Regions from separate parts of the Gossypium hirsutum genome. Here region 2 is linked to region 1. A link is a contact called in public Hi-C data. All regions are on one chromosome and are shown on one strand. Each heading gives the region's core, a stretch centred on a gene start, on an enhancer-like site or on the middle of the called end of the contact. The rest is flanking DNA. Distances are from core to core; before and after follow the strand shown.

Region 1 (5,233 bases), core at 563-3,062:
TTAGAAGGTTATACAACCTGAAAGGGTATTTGGGTGCAAGCTAAAAGTTCTTTAAATAGAGAGGAAAAGTGAGTTTCAAGCATTGAAACTATATCTATCACAATAGGGGATCGTCCTTCGACTTACGTGTCCTTATACCTTTGAGCAAAATGGACTGGTTGAACGGAAGCATCGATAGATTGCTACTTTTGGACTCTCTATGCTTGCATATGCCTCCATGCCATTGGCATAATAGTATGAAACTTTCAGCAGTGTTATGTATATGATAAACAAGTTACCTTCCCTTCCTTTAGAAGTCATCTCTCCCTATGAAAAATTGTTTTAAATAAAACCGAACTATTCTTTTCTTCGAGTTTTTGGTTGTTTGTGTTTTCCTATTCTTCGGCCTTATCATGTTAATAAACCACAGTTTTGATCCACACCCTACACATTTCTTGGTCACTCACTAGTTCATGAAGGGAATAGGTATCATTATCATTCGAGTAAAATATACATCTCTTGTCATGTCACCTTTTATGAAAATATGTTTCCATTTCAAACCAACTCAATTACTTCAAATGTCTCTTGTCAGTTGGTGGGTAACTAGCTGAAGAACAAGGCGGCAATATTTCTAGTGATTTAATTTTTTAAGCACCTTTGATAACCCATAATAAAAAGAAAATGAAAGAAATTTTTCAATGAAAAAGTATAGAAAATGATAATTAGATACTGAGCCATTTATCATTTAATATAATATTTTTCAATTCTTTTAAATTTATCCTTTAAATATTTTACCTTTAAAATTTTAAAAATTACATTTGTCAAATAATCTAATTATATTGTCTACTTATTTTTAAAAAAATATCAAATATATTTTATAACCTAAATCTAACACTTATTTTTTAATTTATCAAACAATAATTTAATAAATGAATTTTAGAAGATTTATATATATATTTTTTATGAAACTTTATGCTAAATGTATTTCTTGCCAATTTTAGGAAGTTAGTGGATTTGACTAAAAAGGAAAAATGATATATCATGAAAAATTTATTTAACCTTCTCAAATTTAATAACAGCTATTAAAAAATGTGTAGAAATAGTAAAAATTTCTCTCTAATTTATAAATGGGAAGATAACGTATTCCAATATACTTGAATTTTCGTCTTCTTACATTGACAATAAATTTCATCCTAAATTGAACTAAGACTCAATCAACTTGAATAAAATATCTTTAACTTAATTTAACAAATTAACTCATATGTAAGTATAGTAAGTGGGTGATTTTTGCTCACTCAACTTGATATATCTCTAAATAAGTTGACGTTTATTTGATCCCAAATTAATTATTTATTTACTCCTTTCAAGTTGATTTGAAAAATTAAAGTTACATTTGATTTTGACTTGAATATATTTTTTTATATTTATATTAAAATAAAAATAACTTTTAATTTTAATGATAGCGTTAATTTTTTTAAGTATAAATATATTAGAGTAAATATTAATATAAAATTTATATCATAAATATTTATAATAATCGTTTTGGTGGAACGGATTTTCCCTAAATTCGACACCAACCTAACTCGACTAGTATTTAGAATAAGATCTGCCCCGCCTCCTAAAAGAAAAAAACTGATGAAATTCACTGTATCCAAGTATTGTTTTCTGCCAATTCGTATATATAGTGATCTCTTGGGCAGAAAGGTTTAGGTTTTGTTAATCATCCCATATAAGTAAATTATAATTAATGGGTACTCCATTCCTTGATACGTGTACTCTTCACGTTGACACTTGTCCTCTTTTATTCCTCATTTGTCTTCTCTCGATATCAGAAATAAGAAATCATATCAAAACTATTTCTCTGTTTCCACCTCCACCCAGTATTTTGACGTGGCAATATTCTAATGGTGATCAATGTACATAGTCAACCATCTCTGTTTTGACCAACCAAATGATTTTGCCACGTCATCACTCACAACTTCAACTGTCTCCCTCTGTTCAACACTCAAAGCGCCTACCCGCCTTATCCTCTTTGGTCTTTGCAGTTTTATTCCTTTCTCTCCTAAGTCATATAATTCGGATTCAATTTGGGGATTAGGGTTTGTGGAGTACTTCGTTTTTGGTTTTGTTCGCTCTTTAACTAGAAAAAAAAATAAAAATAAAACATCAATCAATTCCCAGCCATGGAAGGAGACTTACTAGATTGGGAGGTGCTCCACAACTCGGATTCTGACTCTAATTCTATCCTGGTTAACTCGCCGCAGTTGAGGAATCTTGAGGGAATCGAAGGTGATACTGGAGGGATGATAAGGTCTGATTACTTTTCTCTTGATAATCAGAGTATGTATGCGAAGGAAGGGGATGCAAGTGAAGAAGGCTCTATTGAGTCAGATAATCCGAGTTGGATTGATCCCAAGCCGGAGACTCAGTTTAGGAGGAATAATTCGGGTGATTTTTGGTCCGATTCGGGTAGTGATCGGTCAGATGATCGTAAATTAAGTGATTTCTCTGTGAAAAAAGACTTGGAGTCCGCTGAGAATGAGGTTTGTTTACAAGGGATTGGTAAACCGGAAGCTAGGGCTGACGGATTGGGTACATTTAAGCCTGATGGTGCCGAATTTACTGAATTGGATAGGATAAAGGAATTAGATTTTGGTGGGTTTGGCGATATTCAAGATCAGAATAAGGATTTGGGCGAGTTGTGGCCTGATGCTGGCGGAGATGGTTTGGTTTCAATGAAGTTTAAGGATGTTGAAAAAGAGGCTAGCATTGATTTTGGTGATTGTATGGAAAAGGGAGCGGAGATGGAGAATTCAGGCGAGCTTGATAATAGGAATAGCTCAACTTTGGATTTGGGAGTAGGACACGGTACTACGGCTGGTAATGAAGGTTCTACCATTGATGAAATGAAGTTAAGTGCGAAATCAGTTAATGAGGAGGAGAAGAAGAAGGTAGTATGGTGGAAAGTTCCTTTTGAGCTCTTGAGATACTGTGTTTTAAGGGTTAGCCCTGTTTGGTCCTTCTCTGTAGCGGCGGCTGTGATGGGTTTTGTTATATTGGGACGTAGACTGTATAAGATGAAGCGGAAGAGCAGTAACTTGCAGCTGAAGGTTACCATGGATGATAAGGTTAGTTGCTGCTTATTTTTTCTATTATTGTTGTCAATATTTGAAAATTGAATTATCACTTGTCTCAGATTTATTATGTAATCAGATCACGTAAGTTGTCGGTTGTCCCTGCTGCTGCATAATTTAGATCCATTTTTGCTCTAGGGTTCACGTTGAAATTGAATTTCATTCCCTTTTATACAAGACTATTTATGATCCTTTCCATTTTTGTTGCGTCATCTCTTCAAGCTTCTCAATGACTAGTTGAGATCCTTTGTTTGATTGATTTGTCTGAGTTTTTACTCTGCATCTTTACGAATTTCTTGCTCTGGAAATATTTGATTATTAGGAGCTTTCCTGAGTGAACCTCGTGTTTGATTGATCATTAGTTCCTTGTCAAATCTCTGAATTTTTTCCTCCTTTTTACCCGTGGCTCCACTTGGTTCGCTATAAGTAACTTCCTAAAAGAAATGTTCTTGGGGAGGACTGATTCTTCTTTTGTTTCCCTTTCCTCCTCCACTGTTCTGTTCCGTCTTTCACTAACAACACTTTTAACCAATACAAAGTACAAGGATAAGCTGAAGGGAAAACACATATATAATGGAAAAACCAAATCAAGATTCAAACATCAAACTTTCTCACCATTAAATTGGATTTAAGACTATTTAGCTGATAGCTGAATCATAGCCCACACATTATCATGGTGAAAGTACATGTAATTAATATATAAGGTACATTGGATAGTCAAGTACTTGTAGCAGATCAGGAAAATTTTGGTTCAGTCGATACAGTTGATGATTGGTCCACTGCAAGATTTGCCTGTAAAACCATACTTCCCAAATAAAATATTGGGACAGAGTTTGAGAAGAGACAGGGACCGAGGATGGCTAGTGTTAGTTGGTCCTCATGGCAAGGTTAACCTCTAAAAACAACTTTCCCATTAAAACTATCGGAGTTGCTTTCCTTTATTTATTTATTTATTTATTCTTTTACTTGGTAAAATATTTTAGTTCGACCAATATCTTTTTCTGCCATGTCTTATATTAGAAAACAGAAAATAACTTCCTGGATGTCACGTATGCTAATGGAATAGTGACACTATCTTACTAGTAACGTGCTCCTGTTATGTTGTGTTTTATTTTGGAAGGAATCATTTTTCTTTCACAAGAAATTTAGATTATAAGAAAGGAAATATGTTATTGATTCTCCATTGTCTTCTCATTCAATTTGCTACTTTCCCATCTAATCCAATTCAGCTAGAACAATACACCTTTTGCTTCTAATGATGTGGAGTATTATTGTGTTTGTATACTTTTATGTACGAAGGATTAAGTGATGGATATGTTTGAGGATATAGCACGAGCAACATATATTGTATTACTCCATTGGAAAAAAAGGATTTTCATGACTATTTAACTTAAAGTTTGCTTTTTCTTGTATAGCTAAAATTTTTGTTTGTTGATAAGTTGCAATTAGTTTCTGCAGGAGTCTTACTTTTTTGAAGAGTCTTTTTTTTTTTTTTACTTACATTGCATCAACAGCCAATATGACATTAATTAATAGAATGCGTGATCTCCCCCACAAGAAAAATATTGTGCCATAATTACCATGTGAACAGAGCAGACTCCCAAACGAAACACTTGATAAAAAATTTAAGTCTCAAATATTATACTTCTGAATTTCCAAGTCGCAATAGCAGACAAAGCCTGGAAGTAAATTCTAACATTTGAAATGATTAATGGAATCATGAATCCATAACTACAACCCCCCCCCCCCCCCCCCCCCGAAAATTAACAGACCAAACAAAGCCAAATGAAAGTTGAGATATATCCTTACAAACTATGTTGTAGTCATGAATGTCCACATTGCACTCACAAAAACATTGTCCTGGAAGCACACGAACATAGAGGTAAAGTATAAAAAATCAACCATTCCAACAACTTTTATCTGCACTCCAAGGAGTTAGAAAAGGTGAAGGTTTTCCTTCTTGGTTGTTTGGTCCATTTATATTCTTCAGAAATACCGACTTTTTACGACTGCTTCTCTCCTTTTCTTTTGTGGAAATGGAGGTGGTTGGATTGGTTGGTTAAATTCGAAACTTCATGCGCATAACAAGTAGAATTGGTAGGTTAAAATAACCGGTTTGT
Region 2 (5,205 bases), core at 1,115-3,614, 550 kb before region 1:
TTCCATGCACATAATGCAAATAAAAGTACTGAAACTAAATCATGCTTAGTTCTAAAAACGTAAACCTCATTTTTAATATTAACACGAGTAAATACCTCTGGTTTATGAGACTGAAGAGTTGCATAACCAATATCATGGTTTCCAGGAAGGTGGTAAACTTTAACAGTGGAATGTATTTCTTCTGTATTTAGACCAAACATATGCTTCAGACGGCTTAACGATTCCTGCCATCTGATCAACTAAACAATGTCAAGGGCACTCTAAATTAGAAAGGTAACTGAAGAGTTTCAAAGCAAAACCTGTTCCTCATTAGACAAAGAAAATAGTGAAGCAAAGATACGAAGAGGTGATCTTGATGGTGTTAGTAGTAGTACTAGTAATGCCTCATACTATGCATATAAAAGCATAAGCATGGTGGAAATATTCAAACTCCCAAACAGAAATTTGGGGGAAAAAAGAAGAAGAAAATTTTATTGTAAAGCATCCATGTGAGACAACATGATGTTACACTTAAAATTTTTTATTTACCAGAATGTGTTTAATGCCTTGAATTTCATTTTGAAATAAAGATGTTACGTAATTTCATCTGGAAAAGCTTGCCAGATCCAGAAAAGGCATACTTCCATGGATGATTTAACTTCAAACAAAGTAGCTAAAATGAAGTTTTAAGTAAAAACAGATAGTTACAAGCCTTACTCATCATCTGATAAATAAGGACCTCCATCAAAATAATCACCCAAAAACAAAATCACTTCTGGTTTGAAAGGAAGGATGGATGAGAAAAAGGCTCTGCGCATGAACAAATCTGTATAGAATTGTACAAACTCCAAAGCAAGTGATTTAGACGGCAGGCGAAGGGAGGTTTTGTCCATGATCTGTTAAAGACAACAAATATATGTTAGAATGCAACAAGGATGAATAACAGGACGAGGACAAGAGTACCTGTGGATCAGCAATAACAGCCACTTTGACATAATCAGCCGCATAACCTTTTCCATTCATCTAAACTTGCAAAACAAAAACTGTTAGTTCCTCTGTTGATTCGCTCATGAGCATGATAAAATGCGCAATAAACTGCATCAATGTGTTCTATTTGAGTTATACAGTGTTATCATCCATAATCACACCCAGAGAATCATTAATTGAGCACACTATAGTTTTAAGGAACTTAAACAGGTGCCAAGAATTCCTGAAATGTATAATGAGTATAGTTCAAACACTAGATTCCTTTGTACTAGGTGTAACAGATTAGCACTAAATAAGCATCATTCCAGTTTATCTAAGTAAATAACCAAAAGAAAAATGATCTGATAACAAATGTTAATTTGATGCTTTTGCTACTTTCTTTCATTCGGAAAGATAAAAATGAGTAGAGCATTTCACACATAAATAAGTAATCTTTTAGGGTAATTAAAATTTAATCAAATATAGGGAATTAGCTTTGAATCATTGAAGTTTGGGTTTCAACATATCTTCTGAAAGCAAAAAGCCTCAGGAATCGACAGCACAATTGTTAATACCAAAAATATCCCAATGCTGAAAGTTAAAACGTAAATTTTATTAAAAAGATACTAAACCCCACCACTGATTGCTTTCAGTCTTTTTTTGTTGTTGTTGTGGCTAAATAGAACTCAAATTTCTGCATATTTCAACCCTTTCAAAAGTAAATTTGCTTTTATAATTGCATCTTCTAAAATCAACATATTCTCAGCTTGGAACATGTTAATAATAGTAATGGAAATGAGATCAATTCAAATATCAATAAAACAAAAAGAAAAATGAAGATCAAATTAGTGAAAAGAGACGACAAGAAAATTACAGTGGAATCGGAAGAAGAGGATGAGGAAAGGTGAGGCCAAGAGCAAGAGAAGAGAAAGGGCATGTAAAAGGAGAACATCTCGCCGTAAAGGATGGTTGCAGTCCATATTAGGCATAGAAGCAGAGTCAATTTCTCGTGCCCTTTCATCTACTCTTTCTTTCTTGCTCGGATTCACTTAAGAAACCCTTTGGCGTTGAATGTTTGATCTACAACTGGATAATAAAGGTTTTCGGTGGGACGATGGAGAGAGAAAGAGACTCGGCCACGAGATCCGGCGGATCAGTGCAGTAAAGCCTGAGCCTAACAAGATCACCACAGAGTCAAGACATAAACAAGCGTTCAGATACGCTTTTTTTTTCTTCTTTTTTCCCTTTATTTTTGTTAGACACAGTAGACTATGTTACGACTTGGGCAGGTATGCGGGATGCTCGTCAGCTATGGTAAGATTTGTCGGTTAAAACTTAACAGTAAACCAACCCCTCAGGCTCAGGATTTTCTTCGCTTTTTTTATTGTCATAAAGAACATTGATAGATTAATTAAACATAACTCTGATGGACTCGGCACGCATAATGGGTAATAAATAGTTCGGTGGCTGTCGACAACAAAAGTGAAAAGTCCACGATTAGAGGATATTAACTAGGCTACTTAAGGGTATACAAAAAGGGATTCATCAAATTTTTGTTACAAATCAAACTAATAACAACCGAACCATCAAGCTCTACAATAATATTAGCTATCTTCTTGTCCCTAACAAGCATTAGACTACTTTTAAAAGTTTAAAACTCCGCTTGAACACTCATAACATGTGAGATATAACTATAAACTCTAATAACCTAATTTATTATATTATCTCCAATGATCATATGTGTTTTTGCCTTTCCAAGATTAGCAAGAACAAAACTATCTGTGTTTAGTTTAAATCATCTTGAGAGGGATGGTTATTATTTGATATCTATTATTGTAAGTAGTTTATATCTATGAAGAGGTGTAGATAGAGCATGAAATTCTACAACTTTAGAAAGAGTTATGGAGCTACTTGATTTGTCTCGACTCTTTCATGAAAAATGACGACATTTTGAGACAATTAAATTTATCATAACATAGAAGCAAAAATCACTTTCTAAGAAATTCTATAGAGATGATGCCAATTCTTGTCATTTTTCTCTAATCATTCGTGAAGCATAATATTATTTACGCTTTAGTTAGTCTCCCTTGGCCAAATTCAATTCTATCATTGTTTTATAACTGCATAGTCTCTTAGTAAGTGGCTAAGTGTTTCTAGTGTGTTAGGCATAATGAACTCTTGTCCTCTATATTTATTCCCCTACTACCAAAGAATGCTCTGGTTGGGACAATTTAAAGGAAACATTTCCAAAGAAAGATTCGTATTTTAGGAAAGACTTTAGATTTCCCAATAAGCTTTCACTAGGGTAAAGAGTTAAAGTGGTTTTCAACACTAGGATTCCTTCTATTCACAATAGAAGTGTTAGCACTAGCCATAGTGAAACTATTTATAGGATTTAGATTCCAACATAAAGTTTCATTTCCATGGGCCACTAAAAGTCTTGGTGTACTAAAGAACTAATTCAAACATGTTAGGAGTAAGTGTATTAAGGGTGTCATTATTACCCTCCCTAAAGGCTTTATTAATCATTTCATTTTTTTCACAAAACATTGTTTAAAAAAAAGTACTTATTTGAAAACCTTAATATTAAATTTGAGCATTTAACCAATTCAATATACAGTAATTCAAGGAAAACATGGGGATGGAAATAAATAGTACAAATTCATATATTTATAAATTTGGATAATATTTAGATTTAGATATTCAAATTATTAGTAATAAGGGATTCAAAGAAAATATGAATATTAACCTTTGGATATCCATTATGTAAATCTATTTTGTTTTTTGTTTTTTTTTTTTTTTTGCAGATAACAAATACAAATTTAGATAATGGATATATAAATCCTCTTTATTTGTTCGAATTTGAATATCTGAAATACTTTTTAATTTTTTTTACTTTTTTACTTAATAATTGCAGATATTTCATGTACAATACAATTTAGATTTAATGCGAAAAAAATGGATTCAAATCTTAAAACAAATTTACAAATTCGAATATAAATTTTTTATTTTTTATTACTTAATAATTGCAGGTATTTAATGGACAGTACTATTTATATTTGATGCATTGTCATCCCTAAAGAAACCCTCCAATCATACACGTATCTAAGATATGGTTAAAGGTTATAATAAAGGTATTGAATATTAAAAATAAGTGCAGTTAATAGCTTAATCAAATTTCCATCCACAATAGCAAATTTATCTTAATTCTTATACACCAAAACGTCTTTCAAATAAAATAAACTACCACCCATTCAACAAATACCTCCAAAAGTCCTTCCAACAGCAGGATTCGCATCGTTGCATACTCCTCAAAATCTAATCCTATGACAAATCCTTGGGAACCAAATCTCTTGCAATGGTACATTAATATCCTAAAAATTTTTTATAGCATTTGACATTTTCTATAGAAATGTCAGCACCAGCCATTTTATGACAAAAGCCTTGACTCCATAACCAGCATCAACTAATATAACAATTTTGTTAGCTTTCCTATTCCAAAATCATAGGAAATTAGCAACAGAAACATCAGCAAATAAGGAAAAAAACAAACAGCATCAATTCTACAAATTTTGCCTCTGTAGGAGGAAACACCAAAATGGTGAGGATGGAACTCAGGATTACAGTGATTTTGCAGACGGGCAAAAACAGAAAATAACAAAGAGAACTCGAGTGAAAAGAACTTCACCACTCAACTGAACTGCATTTATGTCCTCCAATAACAAAATTTATCCTTAGATACGGCAAATGGCCAAAGGAACTCAGTGTTGATCATGATTAAAGCAGATGAGGTGAAAATGTGTGCAGGAAAGGAAAACAGATAAGGGAATGATAATTATTTTGAAACTAGTAACATATGATAGGAATTCTTCTTTTAAATTTCAATAACTCTTTTTCACTGGGTCACACTCTGAAAACAAGAAACTAAACAGCAGATCAACTTATAAGCATAAGCAAAAGTAAAAGAAAGAGCCATTTTAAACTCGATACTTGTCATTCAAAGTTATCATCCTTGCCAGGTTGTTAAGCCTTCTCTGCGTTTAACATTGTCATTCACTAAACCCCAATCCTGGCATCCTTCCTGCAAGTGATCTAAAGTCATATATCATGGGCTCAAACCTCCAGTTTGATTTATTCATTGGTCTTTTAACCAAGCTAAGGGTCCACTTCCCCTCACCCCAGAATACACACAGATTCCTGACAATTGTCTCTAAAGGAATCTCCCTAATCATAAAAGGCTCAATGAAGTGCTTATCATCA

The links. Hi-C and Micro-C count contacts between places; a contact is called where the count stands out from the background.
Region 2: a Hi-C map of leaf shows a contact between it and region 1, with 2.3 times the contacts expected there. The contact joins the promoter of LOC107890468 here to the promoter of LOC107895064 in region 1. A contact is called at or near these places in 2 of 34 Hi-C or Micro-C datasets (both in leaf).

Annotation. Positions count from the first base shown.
Region 1 is chrA13:81,636,878-81,642,110 of Gossypium_hirsutum_v2.1, reverse strand. It overlaps LOC107895064, which reads left to right and starts at 1,812. Exons shown (of 2, transcript XM_016820273.2): 1 at 1,812-3,107. The coding sequence starts at 2,163.
Region 2 is chrA13:82,185,947-82,191,151 of Gossypium_hirsutum_v2.1, reverse strand. LOC107890468 reads right to left here and starts at 2,364. Exons shown (of 12, transcript XM_041084708.1): 1 at 1,820-2,364; 2 at 943-1,002; 3 at 697-875; 4 at 96-231. The coding sequence starts at 1,966. It overlaps LOC107890461 (pentatricopeptide repeat-containing protein At3g61360), which reads right to left. Exons shown (of 3, transcript XM_016814900.2): 3 at 4,619-5,205.